Regions from separate parts of the Mus musculus genome. Here all the other regions are linked to region 4. The links are chromatin contacts, called in public HiChIP or PLAC-seq and promoter capture Hi-C maps. All regions are on one chromosome and are shown on one strand. Each heading gives the region's core, a stretch centred on a gene start, on an enhancer-like site or on the middle of the called end of the contact. The rest is flanking DNA. Distances are from core to core; before and after follow the strand shown.

What was found. Promoter capture Hi-C pulls out the DNA fragments that hold promoters and counts their contacts. HiChIP or PLAC-seq counts read pairs in DNA pulled down with a chosen protein or histone mark.
Region 1: a promoter capture Hi-C map of pre-B cells shows a contact between it and region 4, with 3 times the contacts expected there. The contact joins the promoter of Dgat1 here to the promoter of Foxred2 in region 4. A contact is called at or near these places in 2 of 39 promoter capture datasets (hippocampal neurons and pre-B cells).
Region 2: a contact with region 4 is called in a promoter capture Hi-C map of embryonic stem cells, with 4 times the contacts expected there. The contact joins the promoter of Rpl8 here to the promoter of Foxred2 in region 4. A contact is called at or near these places in 3 of 39 promoter capture datasets (cranial neural crest, embryonic stem cells and erythroid cells), 5 of 115 datasets of contacts at active chromatin or transcription factors (astrocytes, embryonic stem cells, large pre-B cells and 1 more) and 2 of 9 other capture datasets (embryonic stem cells and macrophages).
Region 3: an HNF4G HiChIP or PLAC-seq map of pancreatic cancer cells shows a contact between it and region 4. The contact joins the promoter of Zfp7 here to the promoter of Foxred2 in region 4. A contact is called at or near these places in 3 of 39 promoter capture datasets (cranial neural crest, hippocampal neurons and liver) and 1 of 115 datasets of contacts at active chromatin or transcription factors (pancreatic cancer cells).
Region 5: a promoter capture Hi-C map of hippocampal neurons shows a contact between it and region 4, with 4 times the contacts expected there. The contact joins the promoter of Vps28 here to the promoter of Foxred2 in region 4. A contact is called at or near these places in 1 of 39 promoter capture datasets (hippocampal neurons) and 1 of 115 datasets of contacts at active chromatin or transcription factors (pancreatic cancer cells).
Region 6: a promoter capture Hi-C map of second pharyngeal arch cranial neural crest shows a contact between it and region 4. The contact joins the promoter of Hgh1 here to the promoter of Foxred2 in region 4. A contact is called at or near these places in 3 of 39 promoter capture datasets (cranial neural crest, liver and second pharyngeal arch cranial neural crest) and 2 of 9 other capture datasets (adipose tissue and liver).
Region 7: an HNF4G HiChIP or PLAC-seq map of pancreatic cancer cells shows a contact between it and region 4. The contact joins the promoter of Zfp647 here to the promoter of Foxred2 in region 4. A contact is called at or near these places in 2 of 115 datasets of contacts at active chromatin or transcription factors (forebrain and pancreatic cancer cells).

Annotation. Positions count from the first base shown.
Region 1 is chr15:76,510,028-76,513,635 of GRCm38.p6, forward strand. Dgat1 (diacylglycerol O-acyltransferase 1) reads right to left here and starts at 1,967. Exons shown (of 17, transcript NM_010046.3): 1 at 1,528-1,967. The coding sequence starts at 1,754.
Region 2 is chr15:76,902,329-76,906,080 of GRCm38.p6, forward strand. It overlaps Rpl8 (ribosomal protein L8), which reads left to right and starts at 1,743. Exons shown (of 6, transcript NM_012053.2): 1 at 1,743-1,781; 2 at 1,975-2,122; 3 at 2,211-2,352; 4 at 2,490-2,708; 5 at 3,528-3,643. The coding sequence starts at 1,985.
Region 3 is chr15:76,877,963-76,881,241 of GRCm38.p6, forward strand. It overlaps Zfp7 (zinc finger protein 7), which reads left to right and starts at 1,291. Exons shown (of 5, transcript NM_145916.3): 1 at 1,291-1,391; 2 at 2,777-2,820; 3 at 3,150-3,276. The coding sequence starts at 2,818.
Region 4 is chr15:77,955,244-77,958,955 of GRCm38.p6, forward strand. Foxred2 (FAD-dependent oxidoreductase domain containing 2) reads right to left here and starts at 1,479. Exons shown (of 9, transcript NM_001017983.2): 1 at 1,324-1,479; 2 at 346-846. The coding sequence starts at 845.
Region 5 is chr15:76,624,215-76,627,831 of GRCm38.p6, forward strand. It overlaps Vps28 (vacuolar protein sorting 28), which reads right to left and starts at 1,870. Exons shown (of 10, transcript NM_025842.4): 1 at 1,775-1,870; 2 at 920-991; 3 at 378-406; 4 at 234-271. The coding sequence starts at 956. Tonsl (tonsoku-like, DNA repair protein) reads right to left here. Exons shown (of 26, transcript NM_183091.3): 26 at 2,023-2,268. The coding sequence ends at 2,087.
Region 6 is chr15:76,367,000-76,370,732 of GRCm38.p6, forward strand. It overlaps Hgh1 (HGH1 homolog), which reads left to right and starts at 1,899. Exons shown (of 6, transcript NM_021555.2): 1 at 1,899-2,570; 2 at 2,653-2,753; 3 at 2,857-2,955; 4 at 3,163-3,254; 5 at 3,333-3,455; 6 at 3,533-3,733. The coding sequence starts at 1,957. The coding sequence ends at 3,685.
Region 7 is chr15:76,923,897-76,927,373 of GRCm38.p6, forward strand. It overlaps Zfp647 (zinc finger protein 647), which reads right to left and starts at 1,552. Exons shown (of 5, transcript NM_172817.3): 1 at 1,480-1,552.

The DNA of each region.
Region 1 (3,608 bases), core at 717-3,216, 1.4 Mb before region 4:
CTTGCACAAGCCTCCCACCGGAGTACACTGAGTTCAATGGTCATCAGGAGGTGTGACTGTTCTCTCTTGCCTATCCCTGCATAGTAACTTGGCCTACAACTGAGACCTCAAAGATAAAAAGATACTTTCCCCACTGCTCCAGAGGTCATACTAGCCAAACTCCTGACTCCTAAAGGAAAGGACAATGAGGGCATTCAGAATAGGGGATTGTTAGGATCACAGGACCTTAGGACATAGGACCCTTAACATCTTTTCTGATGCAGCGGGCACCTTTAATCCCACCACTTGGGAGACAGACACAGGTGGAGCTGTTTGAGGCTAGCCTGATCTACAGAACTAGTTCCAGGACAACCAGGGCTACACAGAGAAACCCTGTTTGTGTGTTTGTTTGAGAGAGAGCGCACACACACAACATCTTTTCAGGTGGAAAATGGGAGGCCAGCCTCTCTCAAGACCAGCTTTGATTTACAGAAAATCATGATCCCTCTAAGGAGGGCCAACCTCCTCCCCCACTCTTGCCTCCAAGGCCTCCTTACCTGACCTTTGTTCATAATATGCCATACCTGCCTCACACTGAAGTTATCTTATCTCCTGGGTGAACTGTGAACACCCTAGGGCAGCTGGGGCGTGGGGGGCACCGTGCCCACTAGAAAAAGATTGTTGATACAAAGAGAACCAGACTTTGCCACCCTAGATAGCCACTTCCTCCAAGCCCCTCAGGTACTTCCTAACCCAGAGCTACTAAAGGGTCCCATGATGATCACCAAAAAGAGTCTCAGGGCCGGCTTTGTAGGAGACAGTCTCCATTTCTTCAGCTAAGCAGGGCCTCTCCCATAGGTGTGTTCATACCAAACCTCTCTCCGGTACTCCAACCACGGGATGAAAGTCTCACTTAGTAGTCAGCTCTGCCCCTATAGCCCGAAGTCATTCTGGTAACATAAGCTGGGCTTCCTTCAGGCCCTCCTACTTGCTGGAAGAGGGGTGAATAAGCCATGCAGCCTGTTAGTACTAGAAAGCTTCCTGTACTGTCCTCTGCCCCGAGCAAACGCCCATACCCATCGCCTCAAACAGGCGTGTGTCCTCTGGAGCCTCTAGCAGCCTTCTCTACCCACAGGACACCCCTCGTAGTTTTTGCAAAGGTAACTCTTCATCATAACCCTCCCTGGAAAACATCAGCCTCCTTCCACTGAAGAAAGCCCATTCATCTCCACCCCCCACCCCCCCGGGGCTCACATTTCCTGCTACCCACTCCTCAGAAAGGACCTCAAGGGACTCTGCCTCAAGGTGTGCTTACTTTCCTAAGCAATATGGAAAGGGGGCTGCTGCCCACTCCTCTACCCAGACTCCCTGGTCGGCTACACGACCACACCTGGGTGACCTTGGCAAGTGACCCTCTCCCCAAAGCCCGTGTCCCAGTACAGCCCCAGGGGAGCCCCGGCCGCGTAACTCGCAAAGCTGTGGCCAACTTTTAAGAACTAGGAGCGTCACTGGAGAGGTCAGATGTAAGGGGATCAGGCACTCCGCTACCTCAGATCCCAGTAGCCGTCGCCCACGCTGGTCCGCCCGTCTTTGTCCCGGGTATGGGCTGGAGCCGGAGCCGGAGCCGGCGCGTCACCCCCGGCGCCCAAGTCGGGGCTCACAGCCGCGTCTCGCACCTCGTCCTCTTCTACCTTGGGCCCACTACCACCCTGGACGGAAACCCGCGAGCCGGTCCTCCGACGCCGAGAGCTTCCCGCGCCTCCGCGGTCGCCCATGGCTTCGGCCCGCACCTCGTCGCGGCCCAGTCGTGCTCCGCCGGCTCTCAGCGCTTGGAGCCCGCGGCCCCGCCTCTGGACCCTGAGCAACGGCCTCCGCCGCCGCCCCCTGCCGGCCTCCGTAGCCGGCGCAGCGCACGACTACCTCTGCGACGCTGAGGCTGCGATGCTGCGGAGCAGCTGACTGGCTGTGGCGTCAACTGGAGAGTCCATTTGTAGTCCGAGGCCGAGCGGAGGCGGAGCCTAATCGAAGACGCGGAGCACGCTGGGAGTCGCGGGAGCAGAGCGCGGAGCCTCCTGGGAGTTGAAGGCACCGGGAGCTGGTGACGTATAGCACTCTGGGAATTGCAGTCACAGGCTGGCAGAAGCAACTAGTGTGCAGCTTGGCTGTGAACTTCGGTGGAAGAGGTCCGAGGTGCTGTCTCACTGCGAGGAGCAAGCGGGAGGAGAACTGCCCCGGCTCCTGGCTCCCTGGCAGCTACGCACTTCCTCTGACCTCTTGCTTGCCTCTTGTCCCACTTATGTAAAAACATCCTTTCGTCATCCCCAGCAGCGGTTTGAGTGTAGGTCATTTATGAAACTGCGCTGACGTCTTGCGGTTCCAAATCCATTTTTGAGCGCACAACCGACAGACTTATCTGCTCTGGCAGCATCGTTCTCCGAAAGATCCCTAGCTGCTAGGCAGGAACCAGTTTAAATGTACCTTGGAGCACATAGCCTGTCAAAGGATCAAACTGGAGAAATACCCAGCTTCGCATTACAGCAAATGTGTGCAACTGCCCAGTTAGTTAAAAGAAGCAACTCACCAGTCACCATGGCCTCTTCCTCTACCGCCCCACAGTGCTGTCGAGGGCCCGACAAGCAACGTGCCTGATTTAGACACCGCCGTGCATACATTCTAGACCTGAGGAAGCACCTAATTTCCTTCAGAAACACTATAAAGGACCAAGGAGAATAGTGGCTTTCTCTTCTGGGGAATAGCAGGCCTAAGAAGCACCTCTATAGGACAAGGTTGGTAGCCTCTCCTACAGGATGCTACTAGTCTTCCTATTAAGCTCCCTCCACTTCTGTAGTATCCACTGACTCCTTCCCTCAGGTCACACTTTCTTCACGACACATCTCATGATGAGCAATCTGGGCTGCCCTGCCGGTGGTGTCTTTGTACATATGCAGAGAAAAGCGAACCCAGGCTTGGACTTTTGTGGATCAGAGCCAACCTGGTCAGTGTCTCCGAGCATTCCTTTGTTGCTGGCCCAGTCTTTCATCTGGTCCTTGGCAAGGCAAGGGCTAGGTCTTTGTGAATAGTGACCCCAAAAGGAGGCAGAGTGAAAGAAAAAGTCTCTTTGGGAGCCTGAAGTGAAGGTAAGTCGTGTGAGCTCTGCCATGCCTTTCCCGCTCCTTCCTCTGTTAAGTGAATACGAGGCTTCCACATTCTCCTGGGCTAGCACGTTGGCTACACCAGCTTCCAGTTTGAAACCAAAAACTAAAAGTGGAAGGTTGAGGCCTAGGCTGCCACTAAAGCCAGAGATGAATCCACACCATCCAAGAGAATGAAAGTCCTCCTTGGAGACAGCTATTCATTGACATTCAGCCTTACAGCTGTCAGCCTCCAAGAGGCCATGGGAGTGAAGAGACCAGAGGATGACCAGAGCCATCAGGAAGGATGGTTCTATGGAGACCTGTGCCAAAGAGATGGCACCGATGTCAGAGTTCCAGGGCCTGATTCAAGGAGGAAAGGCTGGAATGGATGATTGCGATATGCAGACAGCTTCACTGTTGAAATTTAACGTGAGTGGTGGCACACGCCTTTAATCCCAGCACTCAGGAGGCAGAGGCAGGCAAATTTCTGAGTTC
Region 2 (3,752 bases), core at 493-2,992, 1.1 Mb before region 4:
TGGTGGGGGTGCTCCTCTTTAATGGCAGCACTCAAAAGAGACAGATGGATCTCTGAGTTTGAGTTCCTCCTGATCTAGAGTGAGTTCCAGGACAGCCAGGTTTACACAGAGAAACCCTGTCTATAAATAAATATATAAGGTGTCTTTTTTCAGGGCTGGAGAGATGGCTGAGCAGTTAAGAGCACTGACTGCTCTTTACCTAGAGGTTCTGAGTTCAATTCCCAGCAACCACATGGTAGCTCACAACCATCTGCAATGAGATCGGATGCCCTCCTCTGGTGTGGCTGAAGATCATATAAAATAAACAACAATTTTTTTTTTTAAAGATGTCTTTGTTTCTGAAAGGACAACCCAGTGGCAGATGCCTATATAGGAAGAGTGTGACAGGGCTGAAAACTTGCACATACATTTACAGACTCTCACAAAACTGTCCTGTGGGCCGGTTGGCTGAGATATACCCTAGTGCTGGCAGGGCCCTATGCCCTGCACGGTTCACAAGACAAAGCACTAGCAGGCATCCTCCCACAGACTTTTCTGTATAGGCATCTTTCATTCTGGTTCTCTTCTGGGCTGACTCAACTCCTTACCCTGCCCCTGGGTGGCTTGATTTACCACTCTGCAAGTCCTGGAACCCTGCCACCCAAAGCTCCACTACCCTTCTGGAATACCCTGTGCACCAGCATCCTGTGGAACTTGAGCCATGACGATAACTCGGTGTTCTTTCCTCGTTTGTTTGTTTGTTTTTTCGAGACAGGGTTTCTCTGTACAACCCTGGCTGTCCTGGAACTCACTCCGTAGACCAGGCTAGCCTCGAACTCAGAAATCCACCTGCCTCTGCCTCCCAAGCCCTGGGATTAAAGGCATGTGCCACCACGTCTGGCCTGTCCCTTCTTCTTTTCAGTGTGTCAGATCACCAACCCATGTCCCTTCCTCCTCAATATGTCAATTTTAGCCTCTGCCATGTAAAATCTCCCAGTTCTGACAAACCTCTCTTACCAATTGGGACCCTGACCCTCAGTTACCTCCCTCTCAGTCTACACGTTTATGCCATTGACTACTTAGGTTTCACTCAGATGAAGAACCTCTGTTTGGGGGGCTCTGTGCCACTTTATCGCCCTGCATCGCTGCGTTCCTTCCCCGCTTTAGCTCTCCAGGGTCATTGCCCCCACCCTCTTTCCAATTGCTGAGGCCACTAACTTTTGGCTTCTTTGCCAGACATCTTGAGAACTCCGCAGGTGACCTTCTTAAATCCCAATCATTATCTTCTTGTTCTTCTTCACCTCCTTCCTCCCCTCCACCCCCAACCCCCTACCCCAGACTGGGTTTTCTTTGTAGCCCTAGCTTGTTCTGGAACTTGTTTTCTAGCCCAGGCTGTCCTGGAACTCCGCCTGACCCAGTCAAATTTCAATCTTCTAGTTCGGCAAAGCACTAGGTTTCCAGTGTCTGCACATCCAATCTCCTCCGTCTGGGCCCAGCTCGGAAGCTCAAGATTCTGCGTGGCGTTGCCCTGGACAAATCCTTCCACCTCTTGAAGCCTCCTCTCTCCCGCCCTTCCTCCGTAAGACTCTTGAGTCGGTTTCTTCAGAGTCTGCCTCTCCCCAGGACGACAAGTTTCAGCAATTGCCTTGGTTCAGCAATTTGGTAGACACACAGGACACCTGCATGTGACTACAAGACCCGACAGGCATTGCGCTGGGGAAGGGGCGGAGTTATGGCCCCGCCCCGGAAGATAAGGCTGCGTTGACCCGTCTATTTCCTCTTTCGGCCTTGCTTGCCGGCAGGTAAGTTGTGCTCTGTCCGCTGCGGGTTTTGAAATTATCCACCGCCATCCGCCGCCGTTAACTACTTGGCGGTCTGTCATGCGGCCTGGCCCACTCGTCCAGGATCAGAAGGGAGGGATGGCGTTGCTTTCGGCCTTGGGGGCTGGCAGGAGGCTGGGGATTTTTTTGGACGCTGAACTCGAACCATTTCCAGACTCGCCGCCATGGGCCGTGTGATCCGAGGGCAGAGGAAAGGCGCGGGTTCTGTTTTCCGTGCGCACGTGAAGCACCGTAAGGGCGCCGCGCGCCTACGTGCTGTGGACTTCGCGGAGCGACACGGCTACATTAAAGGCATCGTAAAGGTAGGAGGGCACCGGCGGGAGTTAAGCAGGCGGGGAACCGGGCGTCTCGAGCAGGCCTTAGAATACAATACACCACCCTGACCCGTAGGACATCATTCATGACCCTGGCCGCGGCGCTCCCCTCGCCAAAGTCGTCTTTCGGGATCCCTACCGATTCAAGAAGCGGACAGAGCTGTTCATCGCAGCGGAGGGGATCCACACTGGACAGTTCGTGTACTGCGGCAAGAAGGGTGAGCCTCCAGGCGGGGAAGGAAGGAAGGGTTGGGCCCGGGACTTTGGGTGCTGAGCTGAGCTTCGTGGGTTGGGATCGGTGTGGGTTTGGCATGGCTTTTAGCGTTAACAGTCGTTTTGCCCCCTCTCTCCACAGCCCAGCTGAATATCGGCAATGTTTTGCCCGTGGGCACCATGCCTGAGGGTACGATCGTGTGTTGTCTGGAGGAGAAACCTGGGGACAGGGGCAAGCTGGCCCGAGCCTCCGGGAACTACGCCACAGTCATCTCCCACAACCCAGAGACCAAGAAGACTCGAGTGAAGCTGCCTTCGGGGTCCAAGAAGGTCATTTCCTCTGCCAACAGAGCCGTTGTTGGTGAGTGCGGGAGGGCAGTGGGGCCTTGAAGACGCGGGTGGTCGGCATATGAACTGCCAGCTGCTGGGCCTAGGCCATAGAACCACATTGCTTATTTTCTTGGTCATGGGAGAAGACTAACAGAATGCAACTGGGGATTTAGTTGTAGAGTGCTAGAATACCTACTTCGTAAACAACTAACTGATTCCTGTCCTGGGGATTTGATTCTTTTCTGGTCTCTGGGCACTGTATAAATGTGTATGGATACAGACATGTAGGTAAAGATGCCTGTGTATACATAAAATTAGGTTAAAAAAAGATTACACCGCTTGACACTTTTGTGCACTGTGACCTAGGAATTCTGATCCTGCACTTGAGTTTAGTTGGTTCATTTTAGAAAAGATAGGACCAGTAGTGGCTGTTAAAAGATGTTCAAGTCAGTGAAAAGGGGCCATGACTTATCTCTTGTTTAGTTACTTGGAAACATCTTAGGATCTGCTAACCTCATCCTTGCATAGGATAAGTTCTGAGGGCACGTGGTCAAAGCATGCTGTGTTTGGTAGGTGGGTTTGCCCATTTGTGGGAGGTGTTTTCAGAGGTTGAAGGACCTGTCTTGAATATCAGGCACTGAATATTGAGGTGCACCCCATGGAAACTTGGGCTGAGTCAACAGTTTGCTTTAATACAGGCATGGTCCTTGCCTCACCTGTCAAAGTGTCAGTTTGCAGAGGGTAAGGGGTTTCCTAGGTAGAGCTTGCTGGACTTCTGTGGGGTTGTAGATTTCTGCCATAGACTAATGGTGAATGGTGCATGTCTCAGAGGTGTTGTGTCACTTTTCAGGTGTTGTGGCTGGTGGGGGCAGAATTGACAAGCCTATCTTAAAGGCTGGCCGTGCCTACCACAAGTACAAGGCAAAGAGGAACTGCTGGCCACGTGTGCGGGGTGTGGCCATGAATGTAAGTAACCAAGAACTGAGTGAGTGGGCTTTTCTTGTTGCTGTGCTGGGAGGATCTGCAGCAGGGAGGTCCTGGGCTGTCGGCTCTTCCCGTGTTCCCTACGTAGGTG
Region 3 (3,279 bases), core at 41-2,540, 1.1 Mb before region 4:
ATACACGGCACAGACACATACACATATACCACACACACACACACACACACACACAAATAGCACATACACAGCATAGACATTTACACATACATGCACAAACCACAAACATACACACACTCAAGGCACAGACACACACACACACACGCATGTGAATGTGCATACACACTCTCTCCTTTCTCATAGCTCCCTCTTTGCCACTTTCCAAGGACTATATCCTCTCCCCTCACACCCGCTCAGTAGTGCAGATACAATAGGCCCTCTATCCTCCTTGAAACATTTTCTTTATCACCAGTGACTCCATCCTTCACTTAGTTCTGCCAACCTCCCTCTCTCTATGCTAGTGTTTCCTTGTTACTAGAATCTAAAGGCCTAGGCTCTCTGACAGTTGAAGAACATGTTAGGGCAAGGAGAATTGACAGGAAAAAAATCAGGTTTATTCAGTAGCTGGCATTCTTTTTTTTTTTTTTTTTTCTTCGAGACAGGGTTTCTCTGTGTAGCCCTGGCTGTCCTGGAACTCACTCTGTAGACCAGGCTGGCCTCGAACTCAGAAATCCGCTTGCCTCTCCCTCCCAAGTGCTGGGATCAAAGGCATGTGCCACCACTGCCCGGCTAGTAGCTGGCATTCTTGAGAAGTTAAGATGTACTTTCTCCTCAAGACTCTTTTTTTTGTTTGTTTGTTTGTTTTTTCGAGACAGGGTTTCTCTGTGTAGCCCTGGCTGTCCTGGAATTCACTTTGTAGACCAGGCTGGCCTCAAACTCAGAAATCCTCCTGCCTCTGCCTCCCAGGTGCTGGGATTAAAGGCGTACGCCACCACCGCCCAGCTTTTTTTTTTTTTTTTTTTTTGGTTTCTTGAGACAGGGTTTCTCTGTGTAGCCCTGGCTGTCCTGGAACTCACTTTGTAGACCAGGCTGGCCTCGAACCCATAAATCCACCTGCCTCTGCCTCCTGAGTGCTGGGATTAAAGGTGTGCGCCACCACACCCGGCTTCTCCTCAAGACTCTTATCATTAAGGTTCAGGGACCCAAAGGGATTTTTGGTAAGGGAAAGCCTTTGGTAAAGCTTTTTGGGGTTGGTAGTGAGACTGTGGTTGGGTAGGCTCTTTCTCATCAGAAATGCATCCTCTGGCCCCGCCTCCTGGTCGTGCCTGGCCTTCGGTGACCTTCAGCCACACTTCCCGGCCCTGCCTCTCAGTCTCTAGCCCAGCCCTTTATGGGCCGTGACAACTTCTGGCCCCGCCCCCACCCCTGTAACCTGGCGGGGGGCGGAGTTAGAGAACAAACGGGGCGCGCTGGCCAGCGAGCGGAAGTCGCCCGGGTGGGGCACAGTGGGATAAGCTTGCAAAGCCCTTTCCGGTGGCTCTCTTGTTGGGATCCACCACGCGCCGGGGCAGGTGAGTAGGCGCAGTCGCTTTCCTTGTTTTTAGGGCAAGGGACACTTGGCTTTTACTCCCCAAAAGGATGGAAGGCGTGGGCGGCTCGGTGCTGTTGTGAATGCCTGGCCGAAGACGTGATCCCAGCGGAGTAGAATAGCCGAGCATCCCAGCTCTTCTAGCCTGCTCCCGGGCTCCAGTGTTGAACCTGAGCAAGGCTGCTTCCCTCCAGGCCTGGGGCTGGGTGCAACCTCCCTCATTCCTCGTGAGTAATCACTTTCTGGGACTATCTCTTCTCTCATTTCTGCACCTGAATGACCTGGAGTCGGTCACGCCTGCGGACTCAGAAGGCATCTCAGGATTTGCTCTTCTGTATCTGAGACCGCGATTTCCCATTGGTAGTCCAAATGCTGGGGTCTGAGAGGAGAATTCTTTTCTAGTGTTCACTGCTAATTGGCCAGTCTAGCCAGTGGCCAGATACCTGGGCCAAAAGCTACCTGGGAAAGTAGCTTCCTCTCTCCCATTTTGACCTGAAGGTGGGTGTTTGTGTGTGCAAGGAGGGGCCCAAGGGCTTTGGTTTAGCAGAAGGGGACTTCTCGAATCCTTTTTTGTCGTCATCCTTGTGACTTAGGGCAGCTGTAGCTCGTTCTGGAATTTAGGTACAGGTGAACAGGGATTGTTTTCCTTCTGAAGGCCTTTTTTTCTTTTTCCTGGACCTGACTGCTACTGCCTCCAGTTAACTCTTCCTTATCTTCTCTCCTTTGGCTCACACACTGGCTCACTTGGTCCCATTTTCAGATCCTGAAGTGCGTTTCCTACCTCAGCCACCAGCTTGGCCTAGGTCCCTGGGGGAAGGCATCCTTTAAACTTTACCAGCGTTTCTCATTTAAACACTTTACTAGTCCCCCCGTACTTCAGCACTGTTGTTGATGTGATCTTAGTTGTCCTTTCTACTAGATGTCCCATGAAGTCTCCCTCGTTGTTCAGTTGAATGTGTGGCCTATGGCAGCCATTTATTTATTTATTCATTCATTCATTCATTTATTTTTTGGTTTATCGAGACAGGATTTCTCTGAGTAGCATTAACTGTCCTGGAACTCATTCTGTAGATTAGGCTGGCTTCGAACTCAGAGACTAAAGGTGTGTTTTATACACACACACACACAACACACACACACACACACCTGCCGCAGCTGTACATCATGGCTCCAGCCCTTACTCCCACACAACACAGACAAGAAGGCTCAGGAGCTGATATTCAAATATCAGCCTTTGCCCAGTCTGGTGTGTCTGTGCGTCTGGCTTGGGTGGTAAAGAAGCAGTGGGGTACAGAGCCCCTCCAGTCACCCTGGGAACTGGGGAGCTTCCTCCCCTCTGACCTCTGATCTCGTTATGATTTCTCACAGGTGTCTGACTCAGGACAAGCGGATCCCACCCTCCAGATCTCATGGTAGGGAGCCTGGCTGCTGCCTGTATTCCCTCTCCACTCCTGTCAAGCCCCCACATCCTACCCTTTCCACTGGGCCTGATCGCATACCTAGCTTTGACCCTTACTGTGGCTCTGGCCAGGCTGGTCCCTGAGGGGGTGAATAAATGTCCGCCCAGACCAGAGTTTAGCTGTGTCTGTTCAGTGGGGAGGGGCATAAGGTCACTCCTTTGGATTAAGTCCCTTCTTTTCTCATAAGGTTTAAGAGCCAAAAGGATCCAGTCCTGCTGGAGGTATACCATACCTGTTTGAGGTATACCATATTATAGGGATGTTGGTGTGTGTCCTTACAGGAGGCGGTGACCTTTGGCGACGTGGCTGTGCACTTCTCTCGAGAGGAGTGGCAGTGTCTGGATTCTGGTCAGAGGGCCCTCTACAAGGAGGTGATGCTGGAGAACCACAGCAGCGTGGCAGGACTAGGTG
Region 4 (3,712 bases), core at 229-2,728:
GGAGGGAGAGAGAGAGAGAGAGAGAGAAAGAAAGAGTAGTAGTGAAAGAAAGAATATGTAGTGTAGTAGTGTCAAAAGGCTGGACCTGCCTGCATGGGTTGCTGGCTATAAGCTAAGCTCACAGGCAGTATTCAACACCACAGGACCATGGCGAAGGCAATAGAGCCTGGCAAATCCTGTACGATAAATTGCTAGATTTCCCCAAACATACTCAGCCACAGCTTTGTAAGGACGCACCTTAAAAAAGTTTTGCTTGGCACTGAACCCCATTGGGAGCAAGAAGTAGCCCCTTTCTCATTCTCTCCAATCTCGAGGCCAATTCGGCTGTGTCCTGAGGCTCCTTACCTGCACTGGTAAACCTGGCCCTTCTGGTCCGTCAGAATGAAGTAATGGCCGTTCCAGGCTTGTGGATCCTTGTCCAGGGTCACATGGGTGATGTTTGTGTTGTATAACACATGGAGCCCCAGGCGCCGCGCGAAGTCACCCAGGTAGCGCACCATGTCGCTGGCGTCGGGGAAGTAAGCCTGCGAGTAGTGTCTGAAGAGCAGGTGTGGGTCGTCGCTGAGCAGCGAGTTCCAGTCGTGGCGGAGGTTGAACTCGGCGTTGGCCTTGCCCGTGTGCCGCTTGTTGATGCTGATGAGCTTGCGGTGGCGCGGGTAGCGAGTGAAGAAGCTGCCAGGTGCGGACTCGCGTTCGAATACCTCGTAGTCCCTGCCGGCTCGATGCAGGAAGGCGGCCATCTGCAGGCCCGCAGGACCGGCGCCCAGGACGCAGTAGTCCCGGTGCGGACGGGAACACACTGCCAGGTGCAAGGCTAGGGCCACCAGCAGCCCCGAGGGACCCATCCTGCAGCACAGTAGAGGAGAGGCCTCGCACCTCGTGGCTGGCAGCTGGTGACAGCCGGCTTTCCCGAGGAACGAGAAACCAGGCGCTTGAGCCTCCCAGGGATCTGGAGCGGGGCTAGTACTGAACCCCGGGACCTAGGGGCTCATCTATCCCGTCTCCATCTCTTTCAGGTAGGATCAAGGGCCCACAGGAATTCTGAATCCCCAGCTCATCTCCATAGTCCACTTTCCTAGGGTGTCAGACTCCCTTATTGTCATGGTAATTTCCACCCCAAAGGAGAGGCAGTTTCCCCAATTTCCACTCATTTTGGATGTGCCCTGCATTTTGGGAGGAGGTCTTCCCAGGTGGACCCTTCAGAGGTTCTGGTTGGTCTACCCACCTTTCACCCTGGGGGTGGGGGTACGGGACCCTGAAGGAGGTGTGGCTTCTAAGGCCCCGCCCCAGCCCCCCGGATCACGTGAGGATGCCCCAGCACACCTGCCGCGGTCTCCGCTATCCCGCACTGCTTCTGGCGCGTGCGCGGTCCCCAGGCTGAGCTTCCGACCCGCACGCTGCCGCCACCGGTAGCCCAGCGATGCTCCCACGACAGGCTGCAGTGGAGGGAAGCTACGGCTGACTCGCGCCACAGCGGCCACGCCCCTCCCCACTCCGGGCCAATAGCAGGGGGCGGGTCACGTGTGCCACGCGCAGCACGCCGGGACTGGTGGGGCGGCCGGGGCGCGAGTGGCGCACACGTGCTGTGAGCGCTGTTTCTGAGGGTAGAGGTGCCTTGGGGAACAGCAGGTCCATGATGGGACGCCTGGCCCTTCCTTTTGATTTGTACTAATCCTTGTGCCAGAAGATGAGAGATTTTTGGAGAAAACCTTGCCATTTATATCCCTTTATTACTGTAGAAGACTGAACCTAATTGGCCAGTCAATTTTGTGGGACTGAGGAGAGGCCAAGACAGATGAACCAATTATTGTCTTAGAGTCTTGATCGTTCAGTTGTACGAAGGGTGGCCAAGGGAAGCGATTCCCAGCACTTTGTAACTGACTCGTCAATACAAAGTGACAAGGTTTGCATAAAACAAAGATAAAGCTAAGTGGGTTTTGAGACAGCATAGTGGCTCACTCTTGTATGTCCAGCAATCGTGAGACTGAGACAAGAGGACTGTGTGAAATCCTGCTTCAAACTCCCCAACCCAGAGGCTCAAACTGCAATTCTGTGTAGGAAGGAGGATTTGAATATTCAGGCTAGCTCCCTAGACCAAGTTACTCACCTGGCTAATTAGAATACTGTGTGCCTTTTGGAGGAAAGGATAGCGACCTTCACAAGGCGATGCAGAAGCTGAGGGTTCTTAGGAAAAACATCTGGGAAGGACTTTACCAGCTTTGCGTGACTGTAGCTGCTTCCCATTAAAAAGGAGCCTTGCTCCTGGAAGCCTAATCGGAACCCCGCCCACTTGCAGCTTCCCTCATTTGCCCTTAGAAATTTACGTTTATGATTTTCCTGGTGAAAGAAAGCACACCCGGAATGCTGGTGTTTTCTTTAGAGCCTGCACTAAAGAAATCCGCCCTGGGGGCAGACATAAACTTTAGTTTATTGTCATTGTGGAGACCTCAGCCCACAGGTTTAGTTTGGAGCTATCCTGGGTAGACAAGGTATCTCACCGAAAATAAAGCCGAGCATTTCATAGATACTGTGGAGAGGATGGGCAGGCACCAAAAGGAACTAGAAAGTTGGTCTGCCTTTGGTGATGGAAATGGAATGATCAGGAGCCCCACGCCTGGCTAAGGTGCAGGATTCCCAGCCATTGATCTACAGCCCACAGCGCAGGGCTACAGGAGCTTCTTGTAGGTGGATTGGACCAAGGGATCTGGATTCTGGGCCACTCCTGAAGCCCAAGACATTTGTCACACTATTTTATGTTGTTTGCACTCTACATTAAAATCTCAGTCAGGGCTGCTCCAAGTCTGAGATTCTCAGAAACGCCAAGGTTTCTGCTCAGCATCCTTTGCTGGCCTCTTTAAGTTAGTTCAATTATGTTGCTGAAACCTGCCTCTTTAGTAAGGCAATCCCCATCCTGTTTCCTTTTCTCCATAGCTCTGCTCCCACTCACACCCCAGTTCTGAAGGGGCAGGTGAGAATGCCCAGGCAGGCAGGCCAATTACTGAAGTGTTCAGCAGAGCACTCAGTCCACAGCCTTTAAACACATGTTCTTACGTGACACGTTGCTTTGTGCAGACTGGCTTGAGATGTTCTCCAGCCCTTGTAAGCTACCCAACAGACACTCTGAAGATGTCTTCCTCAAGGGCCACCTCCCAACCACACCCTGTCCTTGGAGAGAGTTTCAAAGGCACACCTAGGTCGCTAGGGACAGACAGCACAGTTCATCCTTCCTCAGGCTGGGACACTTCATATTGTGTGACCCCCAACCATGAACTTATTTTCATTGCTACTTTTTTTTTTTTTTTTTTTTGGTTTTGGTTTTTTGAGACAGGGTTTCTGTGTAGCCTTGGCTGTCCTGGAACTCACTCTGTAGACCAGTGGCCTCGAACTCAGAAATCCACCTGCCTCTGCCTCCCAAGTGCTGGGATTAAAGGCGTGGGCCACCACTGCCTGGCTCATTGCTACTTTGTGATTGTTACTGTTGTGAGTCACAATGTAAATGTTTTCTGATGGTCTTAGAAAACCTTTGTGAAAAGGTCATTTAACCCCCAAGTGGGTTATAACCCACAGGTTGAGCAGCACTGGGCAACAGGACTTCTTGTGAAGGCTCTCCCTCCACAAGGCATCTCAAACTGCATGAGAGGGCTTGTCATGGGGTTCTGAAGCTAACATCAAGGCCTTCACCCTTCATAGAGTGCGGCTGCCTTTGGTCTCC
Region 5 (3,617 bases), core at 620-3,119, 1.3 Mb before region 4:
GGGCAGCCAACTGCTGCTCTGCACCTATGGCAGAGTTCAGCCCACCTCCCACTCCATCCCTGGTACATATTCCTCAGGGACCATCTTCCTAGCGCGACGCCATGTTCTCCCCAACCATTGGTGTGGTGGTGGGTTTGGTAGACTGCTGGGCCAGCCATGGAGGCTGGATGGGTGCAAGTGTGCATGTGTGCGTATGTGTGCATGTGCATGTGTGCGTGGCAGCTTAGACTTACTTCTCCCGCTCCCGAGCATTCTTGTAGAGCTTTACTTCCTGTTGGAAAAGCAGGCAAGAGTCAGTCAGCATCTCCAGGCGTGGTTATAGAACCAGTGACAGCCACATGGTGTTTGCAGTGGCCAGGTGAGGATCTGCTACCTACCTCATACAGCTCCGGCTTGTTCCCAGGGGCTGCAACAGAGCAAGGAGGAGCTGACAAGGGTGACCCCAGGACAGGCCCACTTCAGTTACGTCCCAAGAAGGTGTCTCCCATGCCATGTATCACAGAGCTCAAAGGGAAGCACAGAATAGGGGCTCCAGCCTCACCTCCTACCAATATGGCCTCTAAGAGGCTACATACAGATTGCTAGGTTTAGCTCTCTTCCCCCGCCAACATGACTGTAGTTTGTACACAGAACCACAACTTGGTACAAATAAAAGCCTGTCAGATGCTTCACACATGCAGTTGGAGACCCAGAGTTGCTCAGGATGCCAGAGGTTCTGACCACATTGGAGTATATTCTCGCTCCCCAGCAGGGTATTGCAGGGGCCCTCAGATTCCCACCAGAAATAATTCTGGCCCTAGTCATTACCCAGGGCCTAATGACTACGGGATGGACGTAGCAGTGTGGTCCTTTCCCAACAGCCCCTGCAACAGGGAAAGCCTTGGCTCCTCCCCTTCCTCCCAGTTTAGCCTACACTCACCTCCAACACCAGGAGTAGCTGGGATCCCGTGGAACATCCTGCAGGCCCAGGCAGCTATACAGCACAAGAGACCTGGAAAGCAGAGCCAACACTAACTCAAGGGTCCCCTTACACCTTAAGAACTGGGCTCTGGAGATCAGAGCGTTGTGAACAGCTTTCCTGCTCTCTACAGGAACGGCACAGGATGCTAAAGGACTGTCATGGGGGAATGTCATGTCAGGCTTTGAGGATGAACATCGAGTGCCATGGGAGTCCTGCCTGTTAGCTGGGTTAGGGTAGGGAAGAGTAGCTGTTAGAACTGGGGCAGCATCTTGGGCACAGGGGAAGGGCATTGTTGCAACATCTTTCAGTGGAAATGAACTGAGACTAGGTGTCCGGGGCTTTCTGTGTGTGAGGGAAAGTGTGGAGGTAGGTTTTACCCTAATCTGTGGGAGATACTGGAGAAATGAATAAGGGCAAGCTTATTGGTTGATGCGGCAAAGTGGCGGAGGCAAGGCCCAGGATAGGTCCTGTCTAATAAGGAAGCCAGCCCAGACACGCCTCAGGATTTGAAATGGGGTGAAAACAAATGTTCAAGGAAGATGGTCAAACTGAGATGGAGTGGCTTGAGGAGCAGCGAGAGCTACCGAGGTCGCAGGAGCTAGGAATAGCCGGCGGAGTCGCAGAAGAAAGGTGGGTACCCTCACAGACAGGGGAACCTGAACTGTGGACCAGCAATGCCACTTGACAGCGCCCATCACCTACTGAGACACTGGCCGCGCGGCAAGGGCCGCTGAGCCCCAGAGGAGACGGGACCGGGACACCTAGACCAAAGGGTTCCTATGAAGAGGGGACCCGGCCACCGCCGCTGTGTACCTGGGGCGTTTGGAGTCCCGGAGATGGCGACAGAAGCTCGGTGCTCGCTTTTTCCGCCTGCGCCTGCCGGGAAACCCGATCGGCAGCTCGGCACTCATCCTCTAACCTTGAGCCTACGCACATAGCAAGCCAAATCCATTGATCGGCACTCGGCTTTTTTTGCCTGAGCTTGCGCTCTGGAGTAGCTCCGCCTGTCAAGGCTTTTACAGCTCACATCGCCCACCCTTTTCGCAGAGAGCTGACACAAATGAGATAGCAGCATAGTTTATTAAGGTTTTTCTTTTTCTTCTGGAGGAAACGGCAGGACTAGGATCAGAGGCATTTAAAGAAGAGCTTGGAACTTTGGTCCATTGTGCACGCACCCTCTGGCAGTCTCTGACACACCGAGTCTCGGTCTTTGGTGCTCAGGTCTTTGGTGCACAGTTGCAACTCCTGCAACTGCACGAAGATCTTGTCCCAGAGGTCAGAGTTCAGCGGCCCTTGAATAGAGCAGCCTGTGGGGGTGAGGAGGAGGTAGGTTTAACTTACACACCCACAGGAGGCATAGTGCTTATGTTGTACCTCGGAGCCTACATTTTGGCTTGTCCCATCATAAAAAGGACTCAATATATCTGTATACTGTGGGCCCTCGGATCTCTGGAGGCTAGTGAATGCCAGGCCTTGATCAAGTCAGAGATCCCAGTAGGCTCAAGGTTGTCAGGGAACTGGATGAAGCGCACAGCTGCCAGAAATACCATTGTGTTGGGAAGAGGGGGTGAGATACAGGAAAAACCCAGGGACTCCCCTGTGCTCAGTTTTTATCCTCCAGGGGGAAAGGCTGCCACCCTCAAATCTCAGCTGGGCAAGGCAGTGGCAGGCCAGGCCATCAGGCACACTTATAAGGTGGAGAGTGCGTTGGTGTAACGGGACAAGCTAGCTTATTAGTAGATAAGGCAAGGAAGGAGGGAGGGGGGCAGGTTGAGAGAGCAAGCACCCCTTAAGCGGAACTTGGATCACTGACTGGTGGACAGGAATGAGGAAATAAGGTTTTCTGCAAGTAACAATGATTTGCTACCCTCCTGACCCAGAAAACCCCGCAAAAACAAAAGGTCCAAATCATGCCTGCCCTGGTGGCATCCGCCTTTAATCTCAGTCCTCTCCAGGTAGAGAGGAAACTTTACAGAGCTCCAGAACAGCCAGGACTACACAGAGACACCCTGTCTCAAAAAACAACAAACAATTTGCCACTCCAAAAGGAGGTTCAAATCTTCATGATCATTTTAAGAATACCCGAGGAGCTGCCTAGGCTGTGAGGGGGTGTGCATGTGTATCTGAAAAATGTCACTTTAAAGAAGCAATGTGCATTGTTTCAGAGGTCTGTCTATAAAGGTGGAGTTGGAAAATGTTTGCCAGGCCAGTCAGTCAGTGGCCCCCAAAGAAGTTTTGATATATGTTCTCTTACAAAGTTTGGATATATGTTCTCTCTGGTCACTGTTGAGTTTTTATGGTGAACTAACCCATGGGTTCCCCCTGTAAGTAAGTAAGATGATTCTCACTGAGAAGGAATAAACTGTTCCTAGCCAAAAGAGAAGGCTGCACAGAAGAAAGGATATCCCACAACCAAAAGCTAAAGGAACAGCTGGGCAGTGGTGCACACCCTTAGCCCCAGCACTCAGGAGGTAGAGGCGGGCAGATCTCTGTGAGTTCAAGGACATTTTGATCTACACAATGAGTTCCAGGACAGCCAGGCATATACAGAAAAACCCTGCTTGAAAACAAAACAAGCTGGGCAGTGGTGGCACACGCCTTTAGTCCCAGCATTTGGGAGGCAGAGGCAGGCAGATTTCTGAGTCTAAGGCCAGCC
Region 6 (3,733 bases), core at 649-3,148, 1.6 Mb before region 4:
TGAGCCATCTCTCCAGCCCTGTTGTGGAGTTTTTTTTTTGTTGTTTGTTTTTGTTTTTTTAAAGATTTATTTATTTATTTATTTATTATATGTAAGTACACTGTAGCTGTCCTCAGACACCCCAGAAGAGGGAGTCAGATCTCATTACGGATGGTTGTGAGCCACCATGTGGTTGCTGGGATTTGAACTCCTAACCTTCGGAAGAGCAGTTGGGTGCTCTTACCCATTGAGCCATCTCACCAGCCCTGTTGTGGAGTTTCTTAAGAAGAAACCTTATAACAAAATATGTGGTCAACTTGATCCTGCTCTGAGTCAAACTATTTTCTGTACCAGGAATATAATATGAAGTGGTTGGCAGGCATGGGACAAAATGGCTCCAGCTGTGCTTGGGGAATAGTCCTCAACACAGCTAGTCACATTCCACTCACAGAAGACAGCAATGATTCCTACATGTCAGTATGCTTGCTTTTTCCACACTTATAAAACCCCTTTCCTATAGGGAATGGTAACAATCACAGTGGGGGCAACGTCTTTCCACTAATTAAGCCCCCACAGATGTGCCCATAGGCCAACTTAATTTAAAGTCACTGAGCTTCCCTTTCTAGGTGACTATTTTGTGTCAAGTTAACAAAGTTAACTTTGTTTAAGAGAAAAATCTTTTGAGACCAGCTCATTTTATAGCTCAGGCTGGCCTCAAACTTACACTGACCTTCCTGCCTCAGCCTCCTCAGTTGTGAGATTAGACAGTGACACGTTTATAAAAAGATAAGGAGCCGGGCAGTGGTGGCGCACGCCTTTGGTCCTACCACTTGGGAGGCAGAGGCAGGTGGATTTCTGAGTTTGAGGCCAGCCTGGTCTACAGAGTGAGTTCCAGGACAGCCAGCACTGTCTCCAAAACAAAACAAAACAGAGGCAAGGGAGCCTTTTCTTAGAAACTCACTAGCTGCTGTCAACAGCTGGGAAATCTGGACAGTTGGCCCTACACAGACCTAACCACTTTGCCATTGTAGCCGGAAGGATCCCAGTCAGTATCTAAGGTTGCATAGGATCTGGAACCGTGGCGGTTCCTGGCTATCTCCTACAAAAACCTGACAAGGACCAGCCCTGGAAAAACCCCTAACTCAAGATTTCTAATTTGAGAGAGCAAGGACCCCAGGCAGCTAATTGCTAATACAGGCACAAGAAGCACCAAATGGGATACTTTCCCAGAACAGATCCTAGTACTGAAATTATCTTCTGCTAGGGATTACGTAGCTAAGAAGGCCAGTGTCCTCCCATCTGTGCTAACAAATGTGCCGGTGGAAGGTAATATGGAGCCACTGAGAAGCAAAGAAACGCAGCGAGGTATGGAAGACAGAAACCGAACAGTGCTCTAAAGAGCTGGCAGGGGCGTCTGTCACCAGGTGCCCCCAAACCTGCAAACTATAGATTCATTTATTAGTTCCCTTTGCCCAAGCCTGCTTGACTCAGACTTCTGTCACTGAAGAGGACCTAACAAATGCACTAGAAAAAAAAATTTAGCCCCTCTGCAAAGTCAGAGACTGATCCAAAGCTGCCTTTTCATCGCAGAGTCCTGCACCCTCCGGTTCCTGGATGTCTGAAACCAGGTTTAAAAGGTGGCAGCAAACACTCTGGACACCAGGATCACCGGCTGCCGAGCTTCGCTTCAAATTATGCGTGCTGGTCGCGTGGTTCTGACTCCTGGCAAAGCAAACACGCAATAGGCAGCCGGAAAAGTCCTTGCAAGGATCTGGTGGTGGTGGTGATGATGATGGGAAGGGGGGGAGGGTGCATCTGCACCAGCTTAAGGGGTGCCTAATACTGTGGCCCACAATGCCTCGCGCTGAAACCGGCCCCGCCCCCTTCAGCCAGGTTCTCAGCCTCGGAAGGGTTTTAACGACTTCCGCTTTTCCGGCGGTGGCCCCGGCACGAGAAGTGACTGAGACTGCTGGCGGCATGCGGGGACCGGGAGTAGGTTCGGGGTTCTCTGGTGAGCGAGGGTTGCTAGAGCAGGAGGCTGGCGCGGACACGGAGGCGGTGGAACTGCTGCCCTTCCTGGTGCTCGGAGCGCGAGCCGACCTGCAGGCGGCCGCGGCGCAGCACGTGCTGGCGCTGACTGGTGCGGGCTCGGGCCGCACGCTGTTGGCCGGACAGCCAGAGTTGTTGCGGGCCTTGGTCGACCTTGCGGTGGCCCCGGCCCCAGCTCCTTCCCGCGATGCCTCCCGCGCGCTCGTGAACTTGGCTGCTGATCCCAATGTGCACTGGCAGCTGCTGGCGGCTGACCCGGAGCTGCCCGCCCGCCTGCTGCGCTGCGTGTTGGACCCTCAGTGGCCCTGGGCTGAAGAGGCGGCTGCAGTGCTGGCCAACCTGAGTCGCGAGCCGGCTCCGTGTGCTGCGTTAATGGAGAAGCTGATGGCCGCTGAGCCGGAGCGGTTGGGTCTGGAGCGACTTGTCAACGCGCTGTGCACGCCGAGCTACAACGCGGCCGCACCCCTGCATTACCTGGGGCCGCTGCTCTCCAACCTTAGCCAGCAGGCGGAGGTGCGTGCTTTTCTCCTGGACCCAGACAGGTGAAACCCAGTCGCCTGCGCGGGCGGGAAGGTGGGGAAGTGGAAGTGAACAAGGACAGCAGTGAATATCTTCTTTCAACAGGTGCGTGGTCCAACGGCTGCTGCCTCTTACCCAGTACACAGATTCTTCGGTGCGCAGGGGCGGGGTGGTGGGAACACTTCGGAATTGCTGTTTTGAGCATCGTGAGTGACAAGGAGGGGGTGGTGCCATTGCCAAGGTGGGGATTGGACCCTAGGGAACCCAACGGACCATTATTCTGATCTCCTTCCTTGTCCGCACCTCCAGGACATCACAAGTGGTTACTTGGGGCCCAAGTCGACATTCTCCCCTTTTTGCTACTGCCCTTGGCTGGGCCTGAAGAGTTTTCCGAGGAAGAAATGGACCGTGAGTGACTTGGGTGGTTGCCTCAGGGCTGTCTGGTGCTAGAGGGAAGACTACAAGAGGGAGATGGAGAGGTGTGCAGGTCTGGAGTCCCTCAGTCCGGCAGCCTTTAAGGAGGGGGTCGTTACAGACACACACAAGGCTCACCCAGGCAGAGCAGGGCTTGGGTGTTCAGCACAGGGACCAATAGTCTCCCACCCTCACTCCTAGAGCTGCCTGTTGACCTGCAGTACTTGTCACCAGACAAGCAACGGGAGCCGGACGCTGACATCCGGAAGATGCTCATCGAAGCCGTCATGCTGGTGAGCAGGGGCCTGGGGTGTTAGTGCCTCTCCACAAGTCCGTATTGGCATCCGAGTAACCTTTTTCCATCTTCCTAGCTGACAGCCACGGCACCTGGTCGGAAGCAGGTACGGGACCAGGGTGCCTACTTGATCCTTCGAGAGCTGCACAGCTGGGAGCCAGAGCCCGATGTGCGGATGGCTTGCGAAAAACTTATCCAGGTGAGTGCGGGGGGTCAGAAAGGCTAGGCAAGTGCCAATGGCTTATGAGCCCGCTCACCTGCCTCCTCTTCTTGCAGGTGCTTATTGGTGATGAGCCAGAGGCTGGCATGGAAAACCTGCTGGAGGTGCAGGTACCTGAAGACGTGGAACAACAGCTCCAGGAGCTCGACCAGCAAGAGCAACAGGAGCTCGCTCAAGAGCTAAGAGGCAACGGTGCCCCACACACCTGAAGCCCCTTTGGCCTGAATGCCAGCTTCAGACCCACCTTTGCCAGTGTT
Region 7 (3,477 bases), core at 302-2,801, 1.0 Mb before region 4:
GAGGTGGAAATTGAAACATCTGTATGGCAAGAAAGCCCCAGGGACTGGTCACCTATATGGTGGTAAGGTGGCTTATTAGCTCTAACCTGTTAGTCCCATTCCACTTCTCTGTGTCCCCTACAAGGAAATCCCCAGTGTGCAAAATATCAGAACTAATGTCCACCCAGCTTTAAGTATCTCTATAGTGGAGCTCAGGGGAACCTTCCTTTTATGTTAGTGACAGGAATGTCCACACGCATTAGTAGGAGTGCCTGATTCCAATCATTCTAGAGAGCTCCACAGGAAACTGCTTCTAGTGTCACTATGCATTCACTATGTCAGGATGCTAGGCAGAGTAACATTTAAAAGAACTACTGTGGGCTGGGGAGATGGGCCAGTGGGCATGACATCCAATGTCCTTCTCTGGCCTTAGAGAATACAGCTGTGCCCATACTTCATCGCCCACATACAAGGGAGCTATTATTGTATACAATTTTCCTGTGTGTGCGTGCGTACCTACACATCAGCAAGCACATAGAGGCCAGCAGACAACCTTAGGTGTTATTCCTTAGAAACCTTTCACCATTGGGGGGGGGGGGGGCGGGGGCGGGGAAATACGGTCTCTTACTGGCCTGGAACTCACCAAGTAAGCTACTAAGCGGCAGAGATGGGGATGGCAGCACTCATCAGCACATCCAGATTCAGGTGTCTAACTGAGCCATACATGTGGAGGCTGGAGGGATGGCTCAGCGGTTAAGAGCACACGTTTTTTTCCCCCGTCTAGGACCCACACTTGATTCCCAGCACCCACATGGCGGCTCACAGCCAATTCCAGGGAACCCGATGCCCTCTTCTGGCCTCCGTTGGCACCAGGCATGCACATGATATACAGTACAGATACACACGCAGGCAAAGCACATAAATACATATAAAAAAATTAAACAAGAAAATGCCACGTTAGAGAAGTTGTCATCCATTAAAAGGGGCCTTTGCAAAGTAACAAGAGAGCAACAGCAGAAAAATAAAACAAATCCAAGAAGAAGCTGGGCTAATGGGGAGCAGAGCGGAGCACCTTCAGTTTGACAAGAAATGTCCTTCGCTGCTGAGGATGCATGGGACTTAAAATGCTGTATGGTGGCCCTGACTGTAGTCCGGGTTATGGGAGAGGATCGTGCGAACCCAGGACTTCCAGGGCAGTCTGGGACGCGGTTATTTCACCAGACAAAACCTCATCCACTGCCCAAGCCAAACCAAATTAACCAACCAGTAGGAAACCGTATGCACATCAGAACCGTCTGAACTCCGGACCGGGCTAGCGGGAGCCACCGCGAAGGGTCCCGGGGAGGGGCCTGGAGGGTTCGAGGGACCGGAGGGTGCAGCCTGGGTCAGCAGCCCGGCCGCAGCCATCCATCGGGGGGAAGGGCTGGCATACGCGAGGGCGCGGAGCTTTGGGTGCGGATGAAGGAGAGGGTCCCGCGCAGCCGACAGAGCGCCACTCACCATCTGCCGCAACCTCTCGCCCTGTGGCGGCAGCTTCGGCTCCCTAAGACAAAGGGGCCGTCCCGCCCCGTCTGCGCAGTCGTCAATCTCAGGGGACCCCGCCCCTAGGTCCCCACCCCCAACCCCCACCCCAAGTCCCGGACCGGGACGCGGGAGGATCGGATGGCCGTCCGCCTCCAGCTCTTCTTGCAGGACTTGATGCCCTGCGCCCCGGGGCCACCGAGAGCGTAGGCCTCCGCTGTGCCTAGAGAGACCGCGTGCTGACCCGGACCGCGCCTGCTCTTTGAGGCTGTAGCGGAAGCGGCGGCCGCAGTCCCTACAAATCCGAGTGCCTCCCGGCCTCGCCCCCTCCCTGCCGCCCCTCTTCTCCCGAGGGCCTTCGGTCACTTCCGCCAAGATCTGTGCTTGCCCTCTAGCGATTTCCCTGGTGGCCAGGCAGCCTGGACCACTGGTCTCGAGACCCATCAGGCTGACTCGGGCTGCTTGGGTTTAGTTTACAGTGTAGTGTGTGTTCAACTTCTTAAGGGACGGCCAGTCTGTCTTGTGTCCTCATCAACACATTCCCTAGACTAGCAGTGTATGACAGTTCCAATTGTTGTTTGTATTTGCCCACACTTGGTGTAAGCAGGCTTTTAGAAATTTAGTTATTCGGGGCTGGAGAGAGGCTCAGCGGTTAAGAGCATTAACTGCTCTTCTAGAGGTCCTGAGTTCAATTCCCAGCAACCTCATGGTGGCTCACAACCATCTGTAATGGGATCTGATGCCCTCTGCTGGTGTGTCTGAAGACAACTACAGTGTACTCACATACATGAAATAAATCTTTAAAAAAAATTGAGTTATTCCAGGGCTAGAGGAATGTACAACAGACTGGGTGTTTGACAAACGTGCACGAGGCTGAGTTTAATCACTCGTATCCATGTGAAAAGGCTGGGTGTAATAGTGCTTGCTTAGAACCCCAGCACAGGGGAGGCGGAACAAGGCCGAGCTGTGTAGGGCTCTCTGGCCAGCCAGTCTAGAGTCACTGGCAAGCTTCAGGTTCTGACCTGTTGAGAAGCCCTTTCAAAAGATAAAACAACAAAATACCGTGGTGCGCAGCTCCTCAGACTGACCCTTAGTGGCCCTGTATGCACACATATTCTCTGCTGGAAATTAAAGTCAGGGACTCTAGTATAAGCATATAGTATCTCAGTAGCACTCGATCCTACCCTCCGTTATGGCTTCAATTTTTATTTCTCTAATTGTAGTGGTTACGTGTCTTCTGTTACAAAATACTGGCAGAGGCAGAGGAGGCAGAGGCAGAGTCAGAGGGCCAATCTCTGTGAGTTTGGGGCCAGCCTGGTCTATAGAACAAATTCCAGGACAGCTGAGGCTACACACAAAGCATGGGGCTGGAGGAGGAAATGTCTGGGAGATAGGGAGCAAGAACAGCTCTTGTGGATCAGGGTGATGGAGCCTCCAGGTTTTTGTTCTTGGATTTTTAAAGTGTGTGTGCCCCAGAGGGGGCCAGGTTTTTTTGTTTTTGTTTTTTCGAGACAGGATTTCTCTGTATATCACTGGCTGTCCTGGAACTCACTTTGTAGACCAGGCTGACCTCGAACTCAGAAATCCACCTGCCTCTGCCTCCCAAGTGCCTGGCTGTTTTTTTTTTTTTTAAAGATTTATTATTTATTATATATAAGTACACTGTAGCTGTCTTCAGACACACCAGAAGAGAGTGTCAGATCTCGTAACCACTGAGCCATCTCACCAGTCCCCGAGGCAGCTAGTTTTAAAGCAGTCACAATATAGAGAGGCCACGGATGTCCACGAGACATGAGGGAAGGGGGGGGGGCTAAAAATATTTTGGAGGGTATGGATATATACATCATTGATACAGTTGAGCTCTCTGGGGAGAGTCAGGCATGTCTCTCTCTACATGGGTCCAAAATTGCTTGAAAGAACAAAGAGACCTTGACTAAGGTAGTCTGATGGCTGATCTTCTCGCCTTCATGGGAACCA